Regions from separate parts of the Sus scrofa genome. Here region 1 is linked to region 2. Evidence: chromatin contacts called from public HiChIP or PLAC-seq data. All regions are on one chromosome and are shown on one strand. The core of a region is the stretch at or near the end of the contact, and the rest is flanking DNA. Distances in the headings are between cores, read along the strand shown.

Evidence for each region. HiChIP or PLAC-seq counts read pairs in DNA pulled down with a chosen protein or histone mark.
Region 1: a contact with region 2 is called in an H3K27ac HiChIP or PLAC-seq map of alveolar macrophages. The contact joins the promoter of PHF12 here to the promoter of FLOT2 in region 2. A contact is called at or near these places in 9 of 47 Hi-C or Micro-C datasets (blood, fetal heart ventricle, heart right ventricle and 2 more) and 2 of 2 datasets of contacts at active chromatin or transcription factors (alveolar macrophages and skeletal muscle).

What each region holds. Positions count from the first base shown.
Region 1 is chr12:45,170,572-45,176,768 of Sscrofa11.1, reverse strand. It overlaps PHF12 (PHD finger protein 12), which reads left to right and starts at 2,014. Exons shown (of 16, transcript XM_005656997.3): 1 at 2,014-2,116; 2 at 2,268-2,687; 3 at 3,335-3,516. The coding sequence starts at 2,622.
Region 2 is chr12:45,117,971-45,123,736 of Sscrofa11.1, reverse strand. FLOT2 (flotillin-2) reads left to right here and starts at 3,234. Exons shown (of 11, transcript XM_021067496.1): 1 at 3,234-3,432. The coding sequence starts at 3,384. It overlaps DHRS13 (dehydrogenase/reductase SDR family member 13), which reads left to right. Exons shown (of 5, transcript XM_021067495.1): 5 at 1,942-2,591. The coding sequence ends at 2,393.

The sequences.
Region 1 (6,197 bases), core at 765-3,264, 54 kb before region 2:
ACTTATCTGCCCCACAATACCTTCAGGCTGACACAGCAGCACAGCTGGGCCCTGAGCAATAGGAAGGAAGCCAGGGCGGTGAGGGCACATGATGTATCCATTTGTGAGGGTGTGAAATACAGCCTCAGAAGGGATGAGGTTCAGCCACTTTCATACTTCTAGCTCTCCCCTCCTCTCTCTCTGAGGGCCACATCTCTGGCCCACAATCATTGAGTCTTGTTTGGGAGCTCTCATTGTGGCTCAGTGGTAACGAACCCGACTAGCATCCATGAGGATGCAAGTTTGATCCCTGGCCCTGCTCACTGGGTTAAGGATCCAGTCTTGCTGGGAGCTGCAGTGTAGGATTCAGATCCCACATTGCTGTAGCTGTGGTGTAGGCCAGTGGCAACAGCTCCAATTTTACCCCTAGACTGGGAACTTCCACATGCTGGGAGTGCCGCCCTAAAAGACAAAAAAATTCTTGTTTGCTGAGGCTGGTAGAGGACAGAAAGGGCCGATCTACATATCCTTTGATCAATAAGGCCCAGGACCTTAGTGTTCTTTCCAGGCACCAACAGGATCATTAGGAAAGTCAGAGAAACAGAAACCTAAGACCACATATGGACATCCTTACCCTATCCACTTTATCATCCCAAAAGAAGCAGCATCTCCTCACAGGCAGATAGATAGTGTCCTAACTTGGGAATCAAATCTTTTTCATTCCTAGGTCTGCCATAAATGCATTATGTGAAATATGCAAATCACTACTCTTCTCTGTGCCTCTGGAAATGAGGGGATTAATACAGATGCTCTTTAAACCCTTTCCAGTTTTAGGTTTCTGAGAATGCTAAGGATACCTTAACATCAAAAGTGAACCAGGCTACCTGCCCAGGATATCTGGTAAAAACGCCAACTAAATGCCTAGTGTCAGGCACAATGATGCCACTCCCTTCTCCTTCGCTCCATCAACAGTCAGGCAGAGACAACAGGCCATCTCCGAAGATGAGACCAAGGGGAGGGCGATCACAGAGGAGGGAGCTGAAGTCCTGCCCAGAATTTCAGTGAGGCCTTCAGACTACAAATCCCAGCATACCACACTGAAGCTATAAAAAGTATCTCTTCCGGGCAGGCAAATCACTCTTCCCCCAGTTCATCCTACTGCACACTGCATCGCACGCACATGGAACTACGGCTCCCACAATCCACCAGACCCATCGCGATTCTTGCTTCCAGGGTGCAATGCGCTCCCGTTCGCCCTTTGGCCCCTTTGCGCGTTGCAAACTGGGAATTGAAGTCCACAGTAGGCAGGTAGCTGGGCGTTGTCAGCATTACAAACTTCGCTTTTGGCTTCCTTTCGGAGAGTGGTTCTCAGAGATAGTGGTCAAGTCGTAACGGAGAGCTCTCCATGGTGCCATCACTAGCAAAGGCAAGCATGCTCAAGCTAAAATTTACTGTCGGGATCGGGAGGGAATTGGGAACAGTAGCCATCCAACCCGACACCGAAAACATCGTTTTCCGTTGCAATGGCTTTTCTTTTATCTTTACCAATATGGCGCCTGGTCCAGCCACACCTGACGCTGGAACCTGACAGTCCAGTACGACATCCTTAGGAGTACGGCCTATCAGTCCAGCCAGCACTACACTTTGCTCCTTTCTGTTCATGCCTAAGGACTCCAAGGACACGATAGCCTATATATCATTACCAAAATGGCGAAAGTATAAGCACTCTTGTGAGGGCCTACAGGTAACAACACGCCTGCGCGGGAGCCGGCTGCGTTGTTGTGGGGCGAGAGGGGAGCATCCTTAACACGCCTGCGCGGGAACCGGGTGCTCTTGGGCTATTCACAAACTCCAATGGATGAAGGGTCCTCCTGTTCCTGCGGCTGCGCTATGACCCTTACCAGCTCGCCCAGGCGCCTGCGCGAGACCTCAGGTCCCGCCCTTTTACCTCAGTACGCTGGCGCAGGGCAGAAAGGCGGGGCTTCGGTGCTCCAGACGAATGCCAGCGCGGCTGCGCGCTGGGGGGTACCCCCTCACTGCGGCTGCGCGGGAGCCCGGCCGCCGGCTGTCACTGCGGTTGCGCGCGGCGAGCGGCGATCCCGGGGCGCCTGCGCGGGTGGCTTTGCGGGCGCTCGCGGTAAGTTTGCGCCAAGTGCGCGGCAGCCGGGACGCAGACGGCGGCAGCGGCGAGAGGCGGAGCCCGGGGACCACCCCCCATCACCCTCCCCGCAGTCACCTCACGTACCACAACCTCACCTAACCTCTCACCCCCCCTCCGATCCCCCCAGCCCCGGGATGGCAGCGCCCGCCAGCCTTCCCGGCCGGACCAGCGGTCGCCAGCGCCGGCTTTAGCCTGTGGGACTAGGCCCCGCCGAGGCCTGACCCCCGGAGCCGGGACCCACCGTGCAGCCAGCCGCCGGGCCGGGGCTGAGGGGCCGCTCCCCCTCACGGCCCGTGGGAGGACGCTGTCGTCCCGGGGACTGGGGGCCGGGGGGTGGGGGGAGCCAGGGCGAAGAAGTCGGGACCCGTGTTGGTAAAAAAGAAGGGGGGCCGGGGTCAGGAGCGCCCCCTCCCCCCGCTACCCCCTCCCCCCGGGGTTGGGGGGGCCGGAGCAGAGAGCGCCCAGCCCGGGAGGTGGATGAATGTGGGAGAAAATGGAGACCAAGACGATCGTGTACGACTTGGACACGTCGGGGGGGCTGATGGAGGTAAGAGTGGCCCTCCTCATTTCTTTTCCCTAGCGCCAGTAGAGAACCTCCGCCCTCCGCCCCACAAAGCCGGTCCTGAGCTCGCAGCGCAAGAGGGCCGGGGAAGGGGGGGGGCTCTTCTCACCCAGACGCTCCCTCCCATCTTTGCAACTCGGGGGGCTGAGCTCAGCCGCCGAGGACGTTTGCAGCAGTTTCACCTACCCGCCGCCCTCGATTCGCTCTCCCGAAGCGCCAACCCACTCCATCGCGTTGCACCGGCGGGCCTCCCCACCCCCTTCTTGTCGGCCCCTTTGTGCTTCCCCCAGCACGTCCGGGTACCGAGCTTCAGGCCTCTCCCGAGCCTCGCTTTGGAGTCCCCCACTGTCCATACAAGGAAGTGGCGAGAAGGGAACCGCACACCCTCTCCCCATCCCCCCTACCCTGATCCTCCCCATTTGGAAGAAGCCGTTCTCGTTGTTGTGCTGCAGGAACGCGGTTAGGGTGGGCTCCCCTGTTCCGGGGGCTGAGAGGTTCTGGGAGCAGCCTGGATGGGAGGAAGAAGGACAAAAGGGGGGAGAAGGGTGGGTGACAGAGAAGCTGCGCCGGGGGGGCGACGGACCGCCCGGGAGCTCCGAGTGTGCACACACGCCATTTGTATGTGTGTGCAGCAAATCCAGGCTCTGCTGGCTCCCCCCAAGGCGGACGAGGCAGAAAAGCGGAGTCGGAAGCCAGAGAAGGAGCCCCGGAGAAGCGGCAGGGCCACCAACCACGACAGCTGCGATAGCTGCAAAGAAGGGGGGGATCTCCTGTGCTGTGATCACTGCCCGGCCGCCTTCCACCTCCAGTGCTGGTAAGGTCTGGGGACCCCTCTGTAGCCCCTTGAAGGACCCTTCTCGGCACATTCCTTCACCCGGCCTACCCCAGCCTGCCGAAATAACGGGCGTTTGCAGCCGCTAGCTGACTTTCTGCAGCCGCTGGGGCGAGCGCCTCCCCGCCCCCAGGTGCTGCCCGGATCCGGCCGTTCGAGGGGGAGGAGCAGCGGTGGGTCCGGACCCCGAGGTGGGGGTTGGGAGGAGTGAGGAGAGCCCCATCTGGGATTGGAAGTCGCTGGGGAGCCGGGACCGAGCCGGCAGGGCTCGGCCGGCGGTGGCGGGGGAGGAAGGGGAGGAGCTCCGGGCCCTGCGCCGCTCTCCTGCCCGCGCGCCCGCCGCCCTCGGGCTGCTGCCGGGCTGGGCTGTCCTCGGGGTGGGTGCGCAGGAGCCCTTGGCCGCCCTGGTCCAGGCCCGCCGGACCCGGCGCCCGGGCGCTCTGGGCCGTGGAAGAAATCATGGAGGGTGTCTCTCGAGTCCGCCTCTTCTGTGCCTCTCTGTTTACAATATGGCGACCTGCCTTTAAATTATATTTTTATTCTCAGCGCCATTTTGGCTGCATATATGATTTTCAAACGTCTCCCGGGGAACGGTGGTGGTAGCCTCGGAGTCCTTTCTGCAGAAGCTTCTCCGGGGCCGGGGCTGAGATCTTGCCGCTTTGGTCCCCTTTCTCTGCCGCCGCTTGCCCCCTGTTGCCTCTCGGAGCTGCCTCCCTCTTCCCTCCCCTCCCCGCGCTGCCGCCTCTTAGGAAATCGGGCCGGGTTAGACAATTAAAATTGCCCTTGGGCGCGGATTTCACTTCTCCGCTCCGGATCGGCGAACCCTTCGCTGCAAAATTCTCTGCTGCCGGGGCAGGATTATGTGCGGTGGCTCCGCGAGAGCGTTTTAAGGAGCGGAGAGCTGGAAAGCTGTGCGCTTCCCACCCCCTCCCGACTGAAAGCGAGGGGAGGGGAGAGACTGAAGAGGGAGGGAAGGACTAGGGTTGGTCGCCCGTTGCTTGATCCTCCTCTGCAGTTCAGCCCAGAACAATCCGGCCAAGCAGAGTTTACACTCCAGCTTCTGCCTGGAGAAATCTCCACCGCCCTCCACAAAAAAATAATCCCACCTTTGCGCCGGTACCCCGATTGCATCTTGTTCTAATGAGTCTTGTTCTGTTGTTCAGCAGCAGTATACTAAAGCAGACCTTGGTGAGAGGAGATGGCTGGAGAGAGAGCGGGAAGGAGAGGGGCTGTTGTATTTGTTCCCACCCGTTTTTGCGTTGCCTTTTTTAGCTCTCTGGGTTTGTTGTTGTTGTTGTTGTTGTTTTAAAAAAGAGGTTTTCCATAAGCACTCTGCACAGTTCCACTTACATTCTCTCTCTCGGTTGGTGGAATAGTGCCTGCTTTATATTTGTACTAATTGCTGGTTTTGGAACACTTATTAGACAGATAAGTGATACTGGGCAAATTAAGTCTGTGGTCAGAAGTTATGTATGAAACTCTCATTACCATTCACAGGGTTCTTTTGCCCAGGAGGGCACCCCATCTTGGCTTGCAGTGTTGCAGGGACAAAAACGATTATCCGGAAGGAAGCTTTGGCTTAAAATTTTTGTTATGAAGTGACTAATACTAGCAGGAAGGGTCTGTGGTTTTTAGCCTTTGCAGCCTAATAGGTGTAATCCACCTGGAAAGAAAAAATCTGTCAAGTTTCCTGTGTTGTTCTTGAGCACAGAAGAGATTTGTATTCGAACGGGTTGTATTTGCGTACCCAGTTAGTCCCTGTTGTTTACATTTTTTATTGTGCTCATTTGATAGATACTAAGACTGAATAGTAGACTTCTTGGTTTAAAATTTGAGTTAAACAGTTCCTGGTGATGTAGTGGGTTAAGGATCGGGTGTTGTCACTGCTATGGTTCAGGTCACTGCTGTGGCCTAGGTTCAGTCCCTGGTCCCAGAACCTCTGAATGCTGTGGGCGTGGCCAAAAAAAGGAAGAAAAATAAATAAAATGTGGGTTAATGTTTTACCTCTATAGTGAAGTTAGTGTTAACTAAGAAAGGTGGTTCCTCTAGTGAGTGAGAATTTTGTAAGCTCTTTATTATCATTTGTTTAATAAAGCCAAAATTGTTTACCAGAAACCTCAGGCATAGGGAAAATGTGCTGCTTTGCCTGAGACTGGGCTTTTTAAACTCTGAAACTTAGTCTCTGAATTTTTGAATTGGGTGAGTCCAAGTCTCCTCAAGTTGTAACAATTTATAGTTTCTATTTTAGCTGGTAGGGGAGAAGGAGGGGCTTTTAGCTGTTGGTGAGATTGGGCTTGCCCAGGCTGCATTTCATTGAATTTTTTTTTTTTTTTTTTTTTTTTTTTTAAGAGCATGAATGGGAACTGGTAAACAGAGATTTGAGAATGCTAGTATATGAGGTAGGGTTTATTTCACATCTCTAGTGCCCTCTTTGAAGATGCCTTGACTTATCTGGGTAGTTATATAAATCATAAAACGTTCTAGATATTGGTACAAAGGCAGGAATTCTTTTTTCAGGTGAGGCTAATTCCACTTTCCCTCCTCCTACCCCACACTTTTCAGCCCAAGTGAAGAACTTCATTAACCATCTCATCTGCAGTATTAGGTGAGGCTGTTGATGGTGTAAGAAAAAATTGATTCCTGAGTGTGCTCACATTAATTTG
Region 2 (5,766 bases), core at 1,985-4,484:
TTGCTGTGAGCTGTGGTGTAGGTTGCAGATGCAACTCATAGCCGGCATGGCTGTGGCTGTGGTGTCGGCTGGCAGCACAGCTTCTATTTGACCCGTAGCCCTGAGAACTTCCATATACCATAAGTGTGGCTGTAAAAAGAAGAAAAAAAAAAGGAAATAAGAAATGATAGGAGAGGGGAAGCTATCTTATCTGTGGCAGTCAAGGAAGACATCTGAAAAGGTGACATTTGAGAAGAGACTCAAGGAAATGAGAAAATAAGCCATGAGGCTTTCTGGGGAGAAGAGTAAAAGAAAAGCCAGTGCAAAGGTCCTGAGGCAGAAGTGTTTGAGAAAGAACAGGGAGCCTGGTGTGTCTGGAACAGAGTAAGAGGGGGAGAGTGGCAAGACATGACATATAGACATGGGCTGGGTCACCTAGGGTCTGAGCGGCCACTGTAAGCATTTTGTCTTATAATCTGAATCATTTCACTGATGAATAACCTCATCCTTGCCTTTAGGGAACAGGTTACAGGATAACAAGATCTGCCCTACACATATTACCATCATGAATTTATTTATTTATTTTTTTTTGTCTTTTTTATAGCTATTTCTTGGGCCGCTCCCACGGCATATGGAGGTTCTCAGGCTAGGGGTCGAATCGGAGCTGTAGCCACCGGCCTATGCCAGAGCCACAGCAACTCGGGATCCGAGCCGCGTCTGCAACCTACACCACAGCTCACGGCAACGCCGGATCGTTAACCCACTGAGCAAGGGCAGGGACCGAACCCGCAACCTCATGGTTCCTAGTCAGATTCGTTAACCACTGCGCCACGACGGGAACTCCCATGAATTTATTTTTAAATTTTGGTTTTGGCCATGCCCACAGCATGCAGAATTTCCTTAGGCTAGGGATGGAACCAAGCCATAGCAGTGACAACACCAAATCCTTAACCACTAGGCCACCAGGGAACTCTTCCCCCACCCTTTTTTTTTTTTTTTTTGCTTTTTAGGGCCACACCCACAGCATATGGAGGTTCTCAGGCTAGGGGTCGAATCAGAGCTACAGCTGCCAGCCTGCACCACAGCCACAGCAACATCACATCGGAGCCGCGTCTGCGACCTACACCACAGCTCATGGCAACACCAGATCTTTAACCCATTGAGCAAGGCTAGGGATCGAACCCGCAACCTCTTGGTTCCTAGTAGGATTCATTTCCACTGTGCCACAACGAGAACTCCTCTCTCCCGTATTGCATTTCAGACAGTCATTGCATAAGACATATTAATAATTATAATGAGACAATAGTAATTACAGCTAACCTTTACTATACTCCATAGCTCTAATATCCAAAACAGGGGCTGGTCTACAATAGGTGTGAATAAATGTTTGATGTTTAAACAGAGGAACAGGACTTGAGCTAGTAGAAAAGGTGGAGAGAGACAGAATTGTTCCAGGCTAGAGACACAGCATAATCAAAATCTGGAAGATGAGGATTTATAAGGAGTTTGGACGGAGAAGAGGCAGCTTGCTGTTAGAAATGAGTTATGTTGGGAGTTCCTATTGTGGCTTAGCAGTTAAGGAACTCAACTAGAATCCATGAGGATGCAGGTTCGATTCCTGGCCTTGCTCAGTGGGTTAGGGATCCTGCGTTGCCATGAGTTGTGGTGTAGGTTGCAGTTGAGGCGTGGATCTGGCAGTTGCTGTGGCTCCAATTTGACCCCTAGTCTGGGAACTTCCTTATGCCACAGGTGTGGCCCTAAAAAGACAAAAAAAAAAAAAAAAAAAAAAGAAAAAGAAATGAGTTAGCTTGGCTTGTGGGGCCCTGAATGCCTGGTAAATCTTACCCTGGTTCCCCTGGAATTGGACTCTGTTCCCTCCTCCCTTCTAACCCTGTTCTTGCTGCTTTTACCATGAGCCCTTACCCACTCTTCTCCCTCTCCTTCCTTTCTTCCTGTTCCCAGGTCCCGTCAACTCAGAGTTGTTCCTACGCCACGTTCCCAGATGGCTACGCCCACTTTTGTGCCCACTGGCTTGGCTGGTGCTGCGGGCACCACGAGGGGGTGCCCAGACACCTCTGTACTGCGCTCTGCAGGAGGGCATTGAGCCCCTCAGTGGGAGATACTTTGCCAACTGCCATGTGGAAGAGGTGCCCCCAGCCGCCAGAGACGACCGGGCAGCCCATCGGCTGTGGGAGGCCAGCAAAAGGCTGGCAGGGCTTGAGCCAGGGGAAGATGCTGAATCTGATGAAGAGCCCCAGCCTGTGGACCCAGGAGTCCCATCTTCTCTGAGCAGCCCCCACCCTGAGGAGCCCGCAGCTTCTGAACCCTACACCAGCCCTCAGAGTTCACCAGACTTGTCCAAGGTCACACGCCGAATTCCAGTTAAAGCTGAACCAGAGCCCCAAGCCTCCTAACCTCCGGGCTGGGAAGCTTTCTAAGGCTCTGGGTGATCCTTGAAAGCCTTAGCCATGTACCAGGCTATGGTCATGCACTGGACACTGAGGTGGTTGAGATTTTTACCTCCATGGTCACTTTGTGGGGGCTTCAAGGTATATGTCCTGGAGAGCTCTTTTCCTGGTTGAAGGAAATAAAGGGTGATGATTTCTTCCTGAGAGTGACAGTAAGCCCGGGGGGCGGGGAGGGGGGGCGGTTGTGCCAGATGCTGCTCCTCAGGAATTTGAATTTCTTATCTCCAGGCTCTACCCTGAGGAACACTCAGCCCTGGATGATGGAGGCCTGGGCATTTTTAATCTGATGCACCATCAGTATGGAGAATTGTTCAGTTGTGCCCTTTGCGATCACCTAGTTACATTATTCCCACTTTCCAGAGGCGGGACTAGGCAGCCAGAGAGGGAACTCGTTCCGGATCTCCGCTAGAAAGAGCAGGGACTGAGATCGGAGCCCAGGCCCAGGCGGGCTGACTCCAGGGCCCACCCCTGTAAGGTGGGTGCTGGGAGGCGAGGCGGGGCGTGGCAGTTGTTATCCAGGCTCCCCAAGGAACGCCTTCAGGACTGCTTGAGGGCCGAGCCCCCACGATGCCAGCTCTGTGTAATACAACCACTTGAAGAGCTCCCTGATGGCACAGCAGGTTAAGGATCCTGCGTTGTCACTGCTGCGACCCGGGTTCGATCTCTGGCCTGGGAACTTCCACAGGCCGGGCAGGCTGGGCCAAATACTTTGAAAATTAAAATCGAGCGTGTTGACAGCCTGGCTCGGGCCGCCTCCCTCCACACGCCGGCCCCGCCCTCCGCCGCCACACTTCCGGCGAGGCTGCGGCCGCGGAGGGGCGCCGGCGGGCGGCCGCTGGGGGTGGCGGGATAGGCTGGGCGCGGCCGGCGGTGCGGGCCCGCTGCTGCTGTCCAGGTCTCGGCGGCCCCCCGAGGGCCCTCCGTCCCTCCGGCGCCATGGGCAATTGCCACACGGTGGGGCCCAACGAGGCGCTGGTGGTTTCAGGTGAGGGGGCGGCGGGGGAGGGGGGCCGGAGACGTTTGGGGCGGGGGGCCGTGCCCGGGAGGGCGGGGACCGGGCTGGGCAGCGGACGGGGAGGGGCTCCGCGGGTGGGGGGCAGCGCGGGAGGTGGGGCCTGAGTCCGCGGCTTCCCGGGCCGCACCTGAGACCCTTTCAGGAGGGACCCCTGTGCTCCACCTTCCTGCCCCGCGTTCTCGGGCACTCGCCGGGCTCTCCCCCCGCCTTCCCCCGCTGCGTGTTTGCCGGTGTTTATTCCCTCCTTCCTTCGTCTCCTCCCCTAGCAGGGTCGCCCCTGTGGCCTAGGGGGTCCTGAACTGAAGCCTTGGGGTTCCGGGAACACAGTTTGGCTGGATGCCAGCGCCCGGGACTAGGGTGGGTCACGCAGCCTTGGAAGGCAGGTGCCCATCTGGGCACAGACCCGTTAATTCCCAGCAGGCTGGGGCGTGCTGGTTTATTGGCACTGCCCGCCTGGGAAACGCGGGTGCGGCCTCTACAGGTTGCGAAACCGGGCTCTGGGCTGTGTCGCTCAGGTTGCAAAATGCTGCAGGCTCCAGAATTTCTGTGAGCTTAGGTGGGGCCGGGGGACTGCAGTATTGGGGAGATGAGAGGGATCTTGTCCTAAGGCTGCTGTGTATGTTGTATATTTGGGAATTTGAGGAAGAGGCTGGAGCCTTTCAAGCCATCAATTTGTGCAGCCCAAGCTCACAGGTGCTGGGGAGAGGGCCTGTTTCCTGACAGCTTGGAGGCCTGTAGCTGCAGGAATCCCTCCTGTCTTTACTTCCCACTGTCAGTGTGGATTCTCCGCCTGTGCACAGAGTCGTTAGGGCTGGCTCTAGAATTGAGCAGAAGAGGGTGTGCTGGGCCAGGGCAGGAAGCTGTCCACCTTTGAGAGGTGTGATGAATCCATTGGAAACTTTCACCCCAGAACATGGCCTCTGGCTCAGTGTGGATCTCAAAATTGATTTCCCTGGGACAGGAAATCCCCACTCTCCCTCACTAAGACCTTACCCCTGTGGGGGAATTTAAGATTCTTTACCTCCCTGAAAACCAGAGCTAGCCGTAAGGTCACTAGGGAGACCCCCAGAGAGCACTGAGGCCAAACCTACACCTCTGTAAGACCTGGGCCAGGGGTTCCCGCCTGCCTTGGTGCAATGGGTCAAGAATGCCACCCAAGTCGCTGTGGAGGCACAGGTTAGAGCCCCATCCAGGCACAGTGGGTTTAAGGATCCAGCATTGCTGCAGCTGTGGCATAGGTCGCAGCTGTGACTTGGATTCAATCCCTGGCCAGAGAACTTCCATATGCCTTGGGTACAGCCATAAAAACAAAAACAAAAGACCTGGGCCAGTCTCCCAGCCCCCACCCCTAGAGAAGCTTGTAGAAACCCCAATCTGAGCCACACTGCACTTGGTTTTGCTTGTGGAGTTTCTTTCTAGAAGCCCAGACTCTGGGCCAAGGAGACAAAATCTCCGCTCTCGTCCTTGTAGAGACCCTTGAGACTGGAGGCAGGAGGAAACCCTGCACTGTGCCTTCCAGTTGCCAGGAACCTGGTCCCCTGGCCAGTGGCCAAAGCAGGGCTGGCTTAGAAGCTGTTTTAATGGTGTGGAGAGGAGGCGTGCTGAGAATTAAGAGTGCTGGAGTCAAGGGAGGGTGGAAGAGAAGAGAGAGAGATAATGCCCGGCATAATAGAACCTTGGGATTTGACATAATCATGCTAAGATGCAGCTCCCTTGTACTCGTGGCCTCCCTGCCCTGCCCCCACCTGGTTACCTGAGCCTGCCTCTAAGTCCAGGGGTATCTCACACAGCCCACTTTCAGAAGGAGGATGCTGATACAGTTCACCATTATCTTTTTCACTTGAAAAGTCTGGAGGTTTGGGAGTTCCCATCGTGGTGCAGTGGTTAACGAATCCAACTAGGAACCATGAGGTTGTGGGTTCGATCCCTGACCTCACTCAGTGGGTTAAGGGTCTGGCGTTGCCGTGAGCTGTGGTGTAGGTCACAGGCGCAGTTTGGATCCCGTGTTGCTCTGGCTCTGGTGTAGGCCGGTGGCTACCCCTAGCCTGGGAACCTCCATATGCCAAGCGCACAGCCCAAGAAATGGCAAAAAGGCAAAAAAAAAAAAAAAAGGTTCTTCTTGTCTAACTTCCCTCCTTAATTATGTAATACAAAACCTTTTCCTCTGTTTCTACTCTTGGGAATTTAAAAGGAGAATCTAAATACCATACACCTTTCTCTCATCTCCACAGTAGATCAGAAGTTCTTAACCTGGGGTTTGTAGAAAGAATTTAGAGATCTTTGGATTGGGGGGAGTACATTTTT